Regions from separate parts of the Mus musculus genome. Here regions 2 and 3 are each linked to region 1. Evidence: chromatin contacts called from public Micro-C and promoter capture Hi-C data. All regions are on one chromosome and are shown on one strand. The core of a region is the stretch at or near the end of the contact, and the rest is flanking DNA. Distances in the headings are between cores, read along the strand shown. Region 1 holds the start of Sfmbt1 (Scm-like with four mbt domains 1). Region 2 has its middle 17 kb from the start of Tkt. Region 3 holds the start of Tkt (transketolase).

Evidence for each region. A called contact is a pair of places that touch in the nucleus more often than the background predicts. Capture Hi-C pulls out chosen DNA fragments and counts their contacts.
Region 2: a Micro-C map of embryonic stem cells shows a contact between it and region 1, with 3 times the contacts expected there. The contact joins the enhancer-like site here to the promoter of Sfmbt1 in region 1. A contact is called at or near these places in 7 of 484 Hi-C or Micro-C datasets (CD4 T cells, the G1E-ER4 cell line, embryonic stem cells and 1 more), 9 of 115 datasets of contacts at active chromatin or transcription factors (bone marrow-derived macrophages, effector CD8 T cells, embryonic stem cells and 5 more) and 4 of 9 other capture datasets (adipose tissue, liver, macrophages and 1 more).
Region 3: a promoter capture Hi-C map of liver shows a contact between it and region 1. The contact joins the promoter of Tkt here to the promoter of Sfmbt1 in region 1. A contact is called at or near these places in 4 of 39 promoter capture datasets (cranial neural crest, liver, pre-B cells and 1 more), 6 of 484 Hi-C or Micro-C datasets (CD4 T cells, the G1E-ER4 cell line, embryonic stem cells and 1 more), 7 of 115 datasets of contacts at active chromatin or transcription factors (bone marrow-derived macrophages, effector CD8 T cells, embryonic stem cells and 3 more) and 4 of 9 other capture datasets (adipose tissue, liver, macrophages and 1 more).

The regions. Positions count from the first base shown.
Region 1 is chr14:30,713,610-30,717,122 of GRCm38.p6, forward strand. Sfmbt1 (Scm-like with four mbt domains 1) reads left to right here and starts at 2,006. Exons shown (of 21, transcript NM_001166532.1): 1 at 2,006-2,266.
Region 2 is chr14:30,529,909-30,533,421 of GRCm38.p6, forward strand. No RefSeq gene overlaps it. Among named protein-coding and RNA genes, the nearest start is that of Tkt, 17 kb to the right of the region's middle. Within about 2 kb of position 1,698, at least 51 of the 459 cell types and tissues checked have an H3K27ac peak or open chromatin away from gene starts, as enhancers often do. A contact at or near this core is called in bone marrow-derived macrophages, embryonic stem cells, pancreatic cancer cells and 1 more, where this site is marked.
Region 3 is chr14:30,547,214-30,550,726 of GRCm38.p6, forward strand. It overlaps Tkt (transketolase), which reads left to right and starts at 1,918. Exons shown (of 14, transcript NM_009388.6): 1 at 1,918-2,167. The coding sequence starts at 2,061.

The DNA.
Region 1 (3,513 bases), core at 756-3,255:
GATTGGATAGATGATCTTAGAATAATAAAATATGCAAAGAAATTATACCAGTAGACAGGTGCATGAAAGCTCACTTTGTTGGCATTCAACAATGAAAACAAAAACAAAAACAAGTAAACAAACAACCAACACCCAGAGGACTAGAATGACAGATGAACTGTAAACTAAAGCAAAAAAGAACATCAGACAGGGGCAACATTCCCTTCAATAACAAAAGTGAAAGATCCTTAAAAGAAAAAAAAAACTTTTTTTTTTTAAGTTAGAAGAGATTCAACTCGAGACAATAGATATGAACAACAGGTTATGTACAGAAGGGGAAATACAGATAGCAAATGGGGAAATTTTGAATGTTTAGTCATCCAAGAAGTGCCAAATAAGGTCACCTTAAACTAGGCATCATTCAATGTAGGGGAGAAAAGTTGTCCCTCAGTGTTTAGGAATGTGCATTCAATTCCTTACACTCTTCCTTGCTGGTGAAAGAACTGGGGCAAGAGAGGGCCATTCACAGCTTTCTACCTAAAAACTTTCCCATTCCTAGAAACTCAGCTCATCTGTGGACCGCATGGATGTGTTAGCAGACAACTGCAATGTAATAAAATACACAAGCAGGAACTATATACCTTAAAAACGACCATGCAAACAAAAAATGTTAGTCATAGTAGCAAATAAATGAAAATGTGTGCTTGCAAGCATGTATCTATGAAGAAGGGTTTTTTTGTTTGTTTGTTTGTTTGTTTTTTGTTTTTGGCCGGGGCGGGGGGGGTGTTGGGAGGGGGTGGGTGGGAGCTCAAATTGTGTAGCAATAATTGAATATCCTTTTATATTCTTCTTTATTTTTTTTTCTTGTTACTTTGTCTTTTCAATGGTGCTTACACTTACAAAAAGAAAAAAATCATCTGGCGTTTGTAATGTGCATATTTCCCAAGGTTGCCCAAAAACATGAGAAAGATGCTAATGGGAGCATCCCAAGACCTTCGTGTGTGTGTGTGTGTGTGTGTGTGTGTGTGTGTGTGTGTGTGTGTGTGTCTCGCCTCCTCTTCTCTAAAAGAAAGGAGTCTTCCTTGAGTAGGAGCCCCTGACTGAGGCCATCTTAGGCTGGAGAGTCTGGTCTCATTGGCACTCCGGGATCCCACAGGCGCTGGGATTTTCTTCTGAGGGAACTTTCTGGAGCAGGTGGGTGTGCTTCCTATTGACACCTGTGCTCGCTGAAGAAGGGTTGAGTAGCCGAACGTAACTGCCTGTGGGCACCTTCCGATTCGAGGCTGATTCACAGCATTTTTGAGCTTCTCCTGAAGCTCTTAGGTCAACCTGTGCCCCTTTGCGGCAGGACAACTCATTTACTGAGCCTGGACATGAGGTACGTAGAGGCGTTCGAGTCGGACTCGGTAGACGAGCACTAGAGTGCCCTGCTAGATCTCAAAGAACGTGTAGGATTCCCGACGTGGTCCGGCGGGCGGGCGCAGCTCCCTCGGCCACGGTATGCGCCCCTTGGGGACCTGCAGAACTGCTGCCTCTCTGCTAATACCATCTTGCTCGAGGTGGTCACGTGCGGGCTACAGTGGCGCGCTTCGCCAGGGACGGATGGATCAGGGACTTCGCGGGGTCCCGAGCCGCTCTGTCCAGAAGCCCGAGGTGAGGTCTTTCTTTCCAGAATCCCAAGCAAGGCCAGGACGCGCCTCCGGAGCCCGAGGACGCCGTCTCCAAGCCGTTCTCCGTCCATGGCGCCGTCGGGGATCAGAGGCTCACGCCGCGACGCCCAGCGCCACGGCCTCGCGGGTGTCTTTCGGCGAGGTGCGGACAGGGGGACGCGAGCAAAGCGGCGGGTTATGGACCCGGGCCCGCGGACGCGTCGTCTCCCGTGCAGCTCCAGCTCCGCGAGCCGGTGGGCTTGGGGAGGCCGGGTCGGGAGTGCCACGCGCGCGAAGCGAGGGGCGCGGGTTGCCGGGAGGGAGGACCGCGGAGCTGGGGGAGGGAGTGGGGGGGCCGCGGGCGCATGCGCCTTGCGTCCGTGCCATATTGGAATGAGTCGGAGCGCGGAGCGCCGCCGCCGCCGCCTCCGCCGGAGCGCGGGTGCAGGGGGGCGGGGAGAGCTGCCGGCCGCCCCGCTCTGCCGGGCTCAGCAGGAAGGAGGGCGCGAGCAGCGCGAGCGGAAAAGGCGCCCCGCGCGGGCGAGCGCCAAGAAGGAAAGAAAGAAAACCGAGCGAGCGGGCGGGCGTGCGAGCGAGCGGGGAGAGCGAGCAAGCGCGCGCGCGAAAACTCCCGTCAGGTAAAAAAAGCGGGGCGGCCGGCTGGGCCTTCCCGCGCGGCGGCCTGAGGGGTGGTGCGGCGCCCTCCCAAAGAGGCCCAGCAACTTTGCCAGCGGGAAGCGCCGGGAGCCAGCGGGCAGCGAGCGCGCGATCTGAGGCGCCAACGGGCGGCGGCGGCGCGTTGGGCGGGGGGGACGACTGGAGTGGGTGGGGGGACGCGGCGCCCGCGCGCGCGGCCTGGCGCGGTCCCGAGGCTCGGCGCGTCGGCCGGCGGGGGCTGCGGGGACGCGCCCGGGCACCTCGCGGACGCGGCGGAGGCCGGCGGCGCCGGGAGAGAGAGAGAGAGAGGGAGAACGGGCGAGCGGCGCGCGTCAGCCCAGCTGGGCGCGAGAGGCCAAAGTGGCCGGGTGGCGGTAGCGGGCTCCCAACTTGCAGGCTCCGGTCCCCTGCCCCCATCGAGCGGCCTCCCGCCGAGCCCCCGCGGACCCGCCCCCCCGGGCTCGCTCCGGGCGGGGCGCGAACCCGCAGCCCGCGCGGCCGCTCAACTTCTCAGGGCCTAGGCGGCGGCGGCAGCGGCAGCAGCAGCAGCGGCGGCGGCGACAGCAAGCGCGGTGGCCGAGTCTGAGCCTCCACCGCAACCGGTGGCTCCGGCCTCTCAGGCGCTTCGCCTGGGGAGGCACCGCCGCCCGACCCCCTGCGCGGATCTGGGGAGCGTCCTGAGGCCGCTCGGCAGGTCCGTGACCGTTTCGTTTTCTGTTCCCAAGTCTTGTTTTGTTCGCTGTAAAGACGCTGGAGGGGCGAGCCCTGTGTCCTGGGAAGCAAGGCCTGCTCTTTGCGGAGCAGAAAAGCCTTGTGAGACTCGGGATAAATTCCCGCGGAAAGGATAGACGTCGTGTTAAGTTTCCCCCCCGAGATGCCAGCTGTTCGCGTGGGGTCTCAAACTAAGCTGTCAAAGCCAGGTCATCTTTAGAGCTTGCGGTGCAGTGGGGTGGGACGCGTCCTGTAGGGCTTTTTTTTTTTTTTTAACTTGGTGGGCGCTCTTCCCCGCGGGTCACTCACAGCAGTTACTGGCCCCAAGTGGTGTGTGTCTTGTGATTGCTGTATTCATCAAAAAGATCTGAAGGAAGTAACATGGAATTAGTCATTATCTGCGTATGGCCTCTCCTGAACCGCGATTTTTAAGATGTCATACTTTATTTCATCTGAAGCAAAATGAATGCTTTGAGCGTGTAACTGTTGTGTCAGCTGTCTAGATGGGGTGGAGGAG
Region 2 (3,513 bases), core at 448-2,947, 180 kb before region 1:
AGAAAAGAAAAAGAAAAAGAAACAGCTACAGGATCTGCCTACCTCTGTCTCCCAGGTGCTACAATAAGGACAAGCACCGCCATGGCTGGCCCTTCATCCCTATAGAAAGATAATTCCCCTTTGGTATTCTGACTTGGACTTCATGGAGAACATGACCTATGGCTCTGTGCACACACAATTGTTTAACTTAGGAATAAAGTTATTTAATGATAGCATGCTTTATTTTAGCTCTCCCATTGCCTGAGCAGTTACGAAACATTTTTCCTAGAGGCCATCTGGGTCTTCACTGTGTAGCACCTCCCCTCCCTAAAGTGCTCACTGCTCAGCATCTACCTGTCCAGGGCACAACACACTTCGGTCAACCCCTGTGGTAACTGTCTTCTGGGCCAAGCAAGCATCATCTTGGGGGTTCACTGTATCCCCACCTTGCAAAATTGATCCTGGTTGGGCTTGTTAACGTTTCTTCTTCGCCCCACCTGGCCCAGGGAAACAGTATCCAGATGCTCTCTGGCACCTGCCGAGGCTGCATTTAGCCTGGGGAGAGGAGATGGAGCTTGGGGACAGGTCTGGGGAAACTAGGGCAGGGCTCCATGCACACAGCTACAGGGAAGCCCTCATCCCTCCCGAATGCTGCTTCTGTGTGCACCAGGAGAAGAGTTGCCCGCCATAGCCCTGAGTGCAGCTTCTGTGTGCACTAGGAGAAGAGTTGCCCGCATAGCCCTGAGTGCAGCTTCTGTGTGCACCGGGAGAAGAGTCGCCCGCCATAGCCCTGAGTGCAGCTTCTGTGTGCACCGGGAGAAGAGTCGCCACAGCCCTGTAAGTAACTCCTCACCTAGGCTCATCTGACCTCCGTTTGTCATTGGGACCTTGCGAGGAGGAGTAGATGTTGCTTTAAGTCTCTTTCAGGGAAGGAATGTTAGCAATGAGCTCCACCCCACCCCAGCCCCAAACCAGGTTCCGAGGCTCTAATCACCCAAACTAACCTGGGCTCGTGCCCAGAAGCACAGTGAAAAACTGGCTCCAGCCCAAGGCGTTGAGATTATTAATTAATTCTCCTGGAGGACTTTAGAGTCTTTAATAATGGGCATTGTGCTGTGGTGGCTGGAAACTCGGCACCTTTGATCGCCAGGGCTTTCCCAGGCTCTGCCTTGGAGAATGCAAAGGATCAGTGGGCAAGCAAGTGGGAGAAGCCAAGGCCACATGCCCATAGGCCGCTTGTCATTCTCTTCCCCTGAAAGACTGGAATGACAGCCATTCTGTGCTTTATAACACTGGATACCCATGCATGCATATTAACCTATCATGCTCCATGGAGAGGGCCAGACCTGTGTTAGTTCCTGGGAAGTGACATGAATAAAGATGTATTCACTTCAAGTTCACCCAGCTAGACCGGGTGGGGTAGAAGAGCCTACCCTTTTCTCTTTGGGGGTTTGTGAGACATGGAGAGGACCTCTAGATCTCTGGAATAATTGTATTTTTAAATGACTGCAGCTGTGCTGCCTGATAGGTCAATGGATAGGTTCAAAGGATCATTTTCCCTCTTGTCATTTAGAGATGAAGACGCATACTGTCGTTGAGATAACGGGGCCTACTGAGCTAGCCAAGAATGAAACGACCAGTCCTGGAACAAGTTACAGAACTGTGTCCACATCATAGCTGCAGAGCTATCCATCAGGGTGCTGGGGGCTGCCCATTGGTTGAGTGCTCACTTAGCATACAGGAAGCCCTGTGGTCAATCTCTGCACTACATAAACAAGGCACATGTGACACACTTGTGGTCCCAGAAGAGAGAAGGTGCAAACAAGAAGTTAATAACCAGTGTTCAGGGTTCAAGGTTATATAGAGAGTTCAAGGCTAGCCTGGGCTACACAAATCTCTACACCAAAGAAAAGGAAAAAATAGCCGGTAAGTGGTGGCACACACCTTTAATGCCAGCACTCCCCAGGTGGAGGGTGGGCAGCCTCTGTGGGCTCTGCTCAGGGGCCATCCTATACACGGCTGGGCTGGGCATGAGTGGAGTTACTCACAGGGCTCTTAGGGGCAGGGTAGGGAGAGAGAGATCTTCATACTTGCCAGGCAAGACTTGACTTCGGAAATTACAAGGTACGATGACTTGGCACCTTTGCTGTATGTTCAAGGACAGCAGTGCTGGGATGGGCTTACGGGATGACTCAGAGGGCCAGCCACAGTCTGGACATGTGAGGTTCTGCCTGGAGCAGCCCTCTCTCACTGAAACAAGGTGCTAGCTGCAAGCAACACATGTGTGCGCATGCGTGTGTGAGTAAAGCATGAAAGCCCTGAAAAAGTTTACCCAGTGGGAAACAGATGGCAGATGATTGATCTTTCTTTTTCTGTACCAGGATTAATCCAGGGGCAGAAAGAAAAGGGATAGCTTGGGAATGAAGGTTTTTTTCTTTCTTCTTCTTCTTTTTTTTTTTTTGTTGTTGTTGTTTTTTTGTTTGTTTGTTTTTTGAGACAGGGTTTCTCTGTGTATCCCTGGCTGTCCCGGAACTCACTCTGTAGACCAGGCAGGCCTTGAACTCAGAAATCCGCCTGCCTCTGCCTCCCAAGTGCTGGGACTAAAGGCATGCGCCACCACTGCCCAGTGGAACACAGGTTTCTAATCCCAGCATTTAGGAGGCTGAGGCAGGAGGATTAAGCGTTCAAGGATAGCCTAGGATCTGTAACAAGACCCTGTCCCACTGGGCATGGTGGCGCACGCCTTTAATCCCAGCACTGGGAAGGCAGAAGCAGGCGGATTTCTGAGCCAGCCTGGTCTACAGAGTGAGTTCCAGGACAGCCAGGGATACACAGAGAAACCCTGTCTCAAACACCCCACCCACCCCCCACAAAAAAAAGACCCTGTCCCAAATATAGGCCCTACAGTAAATGGGCACTGCGAGATTTATTCAGAGAGTGGGCCCATCCACCTGGAGGCCAGCAAGTTGGAACCACGTCAGACTGCGGGACTCTCAGCACTGAAGCTCTTCTTCACAGAGAAACTTTTTCCTATCTATCCTCTCTTGTGAGTCACCGGAGCGTCCGGGGTATAACCACATCTACAAAATACCAGCACGGCCACACCTGAGTTAGTGTTTCATTGCATAACTGGGAACTACAGACTAGCTAACTTAGCTCTTTCAACTGACCACAGTCACACATGCACACACATAAACATGAACAAACATGCACACACACACACGCATACAGGCACATATGACTATTAACATGCACATACACACATATGCATGCACACACAATTGTAAACACATGTGAGGTTTTTTTTTTTAAGATTTATTTAAGTACACTGTAGCTATCTTCAGACACTCCAGAAGAGGGCGTCAGATCTTGTTACAGATGGTTGTGAGCCACCAAGTGGTTGCTGGGATTTGAACTCCAGACCTTCAGAAGAGCAGTTGGATGCTCTTACCCACTGAGCCATCTCACCAGCTCCCCACATGTGAGTTTTAAAATTACATTTATTTATGCATGTGTGTCCAGGCCACAACACAC
Region 3 (3,513 bases), core at 668-3,167, 170 kb before region 1:
ATCTTTACTAATATGGGTACATAGCAGTTAGCATTTTTTTTACTGTTATCACATGCATATATATATATGTATATGTGTGTGTGTGTGTGTGTGCATGTATATGCACACACACACATATATATATATATATGTATATATATATATATATATATATATATATATATATATATATATATATATATATATATGTATATATATATATATATATATATATATATATTACTAACTATAACCCACTCAGTCTGTAGAAAGTTACTGGTGTGTATGTTTTCAAGGTTGACCATTTGGTATTGGGTAACCACTTGGTATGCTCTTTCTGGGAGAAGACTACTTCTCCCACTCTCAGGATTCCTTAGTTGCCTGTAGATCTTTGTGTAGAGTTGAAAGAGAGCAAGGATGGATGTATGGAAGGGATTGGAGGGAGGAAAAGGAGGAGAGAAATGTTGTAACTATTTTATAATTTTAAAAAGGACATTCAGATATATAGAAATGAACATTCAGAAATAAAAACATATACCTCTCTAGCTTATGTTTCCATTCCCAAATAGATTATAATTTTCCACTGTGAAGAAGAGGTGGAGGAGGAGGGGGGAGGAGAAGGGAGAAGAAGAGAACAAGGAAGAGGAAGGAGGAGGAGGAGAAGAAGAAGAAGGGGAGGAGGAGGGGGGAGGAGGAGGGAGAAGAAGAGAACAAGGAAGAGGAAGGAGGAGGAGGAGGAGAAGAAGAAGAAGGGAAGGAGGGGGAGGAGGAGGAGGAGGAAGAGGAAGTTAACATCAGTGTCATTGGACAGGTGGAGAAATGAAGAACTGGACTAATAATCACTGCCCTCAGGTCCATGGGGTTGGAAGGCCCAAAGGCTTCTGAGGTTTGTTTGCCTCCTTGACCTGTTGGTGAGCAGAGGACAGAGGTGGCACTTGCCTTGCCAAGGATCTGATAGTGGAACACTCCGAGACCACAACACTCCAGTCCCAGGTCCAGCCCTTGGCAGTCAGGCACTAGGAGGGCCAGCCTCTTTGGGCAGAGCCAGCAGAAGCCAGGGGCTGTAACAAACCACACTGGCAGTCTCACTGGGACACCTGGGAAACAGGCCAGGCAGGGAGCGCTTGGGGGAGGGGTGCTCACTTGCACAGGGCCCATTGTCTCATGACTCTGAGTTTGAGCTCTGTGGAGGACACAGAGAGGACCTGGACCAAAGCTGTACTGGTGCCTTCCTCTGCCTCTGCCCAGCACCCACTCACAGGCTTGCCTTTATATCCTCTCTGTAAATTGCAACAACCTCCGCCTCTGGAAACGGTATTGACCCGAGTGTGTGTCATGGATCCAATGAGACAGATCCAACGAGACTGTGAAGGCAACGCTTTCTGTTACAGCTGCTCAGTCCTCTCAGCTCCACCAGATCTGGTAAGAGCAGTAGGTGCTAACTGTCTCTACAGAGGCAAACCCAGTAATCTCTCTGAATCCACTCTTGTCCGTTGGCTCTAGTAGTCTGAGACCAGCATACTCCTAGTAACTTCTCAGTATTACCGTTTCTGGCAGTGTATATTTATTCTCATGTCTGGGATCTTTTTGGACTGAGGATAATCTGCTGCAGCGCTACCCACCAACCCTGTAATCTCAATCTAACCTTGCCAAGCCTCAACCTTTTCCTTAGAAAAGTGCAATTACTGATTAGTATCTCTCTTCTCAGTCCTACCCAAGTCAGCCGCGGAACTCTGAGCCATGCTTAGAACCAGGAATAGTGGCGAAGTTACTTTGTTGCTACTGTTTGTGTGTGATTAATTCCAACAGGGCACTGTGCTGGGAGAGAGCCCCCAGGCCTGGCGACTTCCGAGAGTCCACTAAATGCGGGGCGTGGCCAGAGGCCACTCGTCGGCCTGGGGTGATTCGGCGCCCCGCCCCACCTCCGCCCCGCCCCCCATGGGCGGGTCCTAAGGAGTCTTAACGCGCCCGCCCGCAGCACCCGTCCTCGGTCACTGCTGGTCGCTTCCTGAGCCGCTGCTGGCTCTGTGTCTCTGTCCTCAGCGTTCTCGTCCTCGTCCTCGTCCTCGTCCTACCACGCCATGGAAGGTTACCATAAGCCAGATCAGCAGAAGCTCCAGGCCCTGAAGGACACAGCCAATCGCCTGCGCATCAGCTCCATCCAGGCCACCACCGCGGCAGGCTCAGGGTGAGCGCGCGCTTCTGGCGGGGCTGGGAGCCGGGTCCCGCGGCCTCCCTGGCTCCGTGTCGCGTAGCACGATGTCGCCACGAGGGCGCGGTCAGATGGCGGAGCCTTCCGCTGCTCCGGAGCGGCCGGGTTCGACCGCGTGGGCCTCAGGTCTCGCGAGCACCTCCAGCCGGCCCGGGCTTCCCGGTTCTCGCTGCGCCCGGGCGCGCCTCCTCGCTCTGCGGCTGCAACCCGGAGGCCACCATGACTGCTGGCGGGAGAAACCTGAGCACGTGTGGGCTCCAGCTCTCCACCAGCATGTTGGTTCCACTGGTTTGCAGATGGGGAAACTGAGATTCCGGCTTTATATCAGTTGTCCAAAGTCACAGTGAGAGCTGGAATTTCAGCCCTTGCAATGTAGGCAGAGAATGTGTGTAGAGCCCACCATTTTGCAGTAGACTGGGGGCCCACCCTTCTCTGCATCTCTAACCACGCTCCCCTCCTCGACACTTCTTGCCTCTCCTGCTATGTGTGGGCTGGGGTCCCGGTGCTGCTGAAGACTCCAGGGTGGGGGCAGGGAGGTGACGATGCAACACCAAGAGAGGCTTAGACCCGAGCAAGGAGGTTGGAGTGCGAGTCTGGGGAGAAGGGAGCTTGTAGAAAGAAGGGGCGAGGCCCACGCGAAATAGGAAGTTCTGGGCTAACGGTGTTTGCACACTGGGTGGTTTCAAGAAATTCTAAGGTCTCCATTGGGCCTGGTATGAGACCTTGAGACAGAGAGATCTGGGCTTCTTGGAATGGTTTGGGGTTCTGGGGAGGGAGATTTTAGGAACCCAGACAAACTGTGAGCTTAGAACAAAGACCAGGATTCTGGATTTTGGCCAGTTCCATACAGAACATATTATTAAAGGAGTGCATTTCTCTTGCCTTTTACCGTGGGTTCCTCCTTACTTAGCCCTTGTGCTTTTAAGACGGGATGTCCTCAGAAGGTTTGAACTGGGAACCCTTTGCCACCCAACTTCCCATGCATACTTTGGACCTGTTATCTGTCTTGGCTTTAGATTGCTGCCTATGATAGAGGGTGCTCCCTGCCCAATTAAGAGACCTGACTTCCTTTTCTCTGGATTTCCTCAGTGTCTGGCAGAGACACTGTCCTCTCTACCTAGCACAGAGTAGGTCTTCACATCCACATCGTTTATTACTTGTTCTTTACTGGCCCCTACATCTCCCTCCAGGTCTGAAGTCTAATCAGAGGGTCAAAGTAGTTGACTGGCTGGTACCTATGCAGCTGAACATTCTACAATGCTGGATACGCATGTAGACCTTTCCAGGATCAGGGAGAAACTAAGTGGGTATTCCTGGGCCAC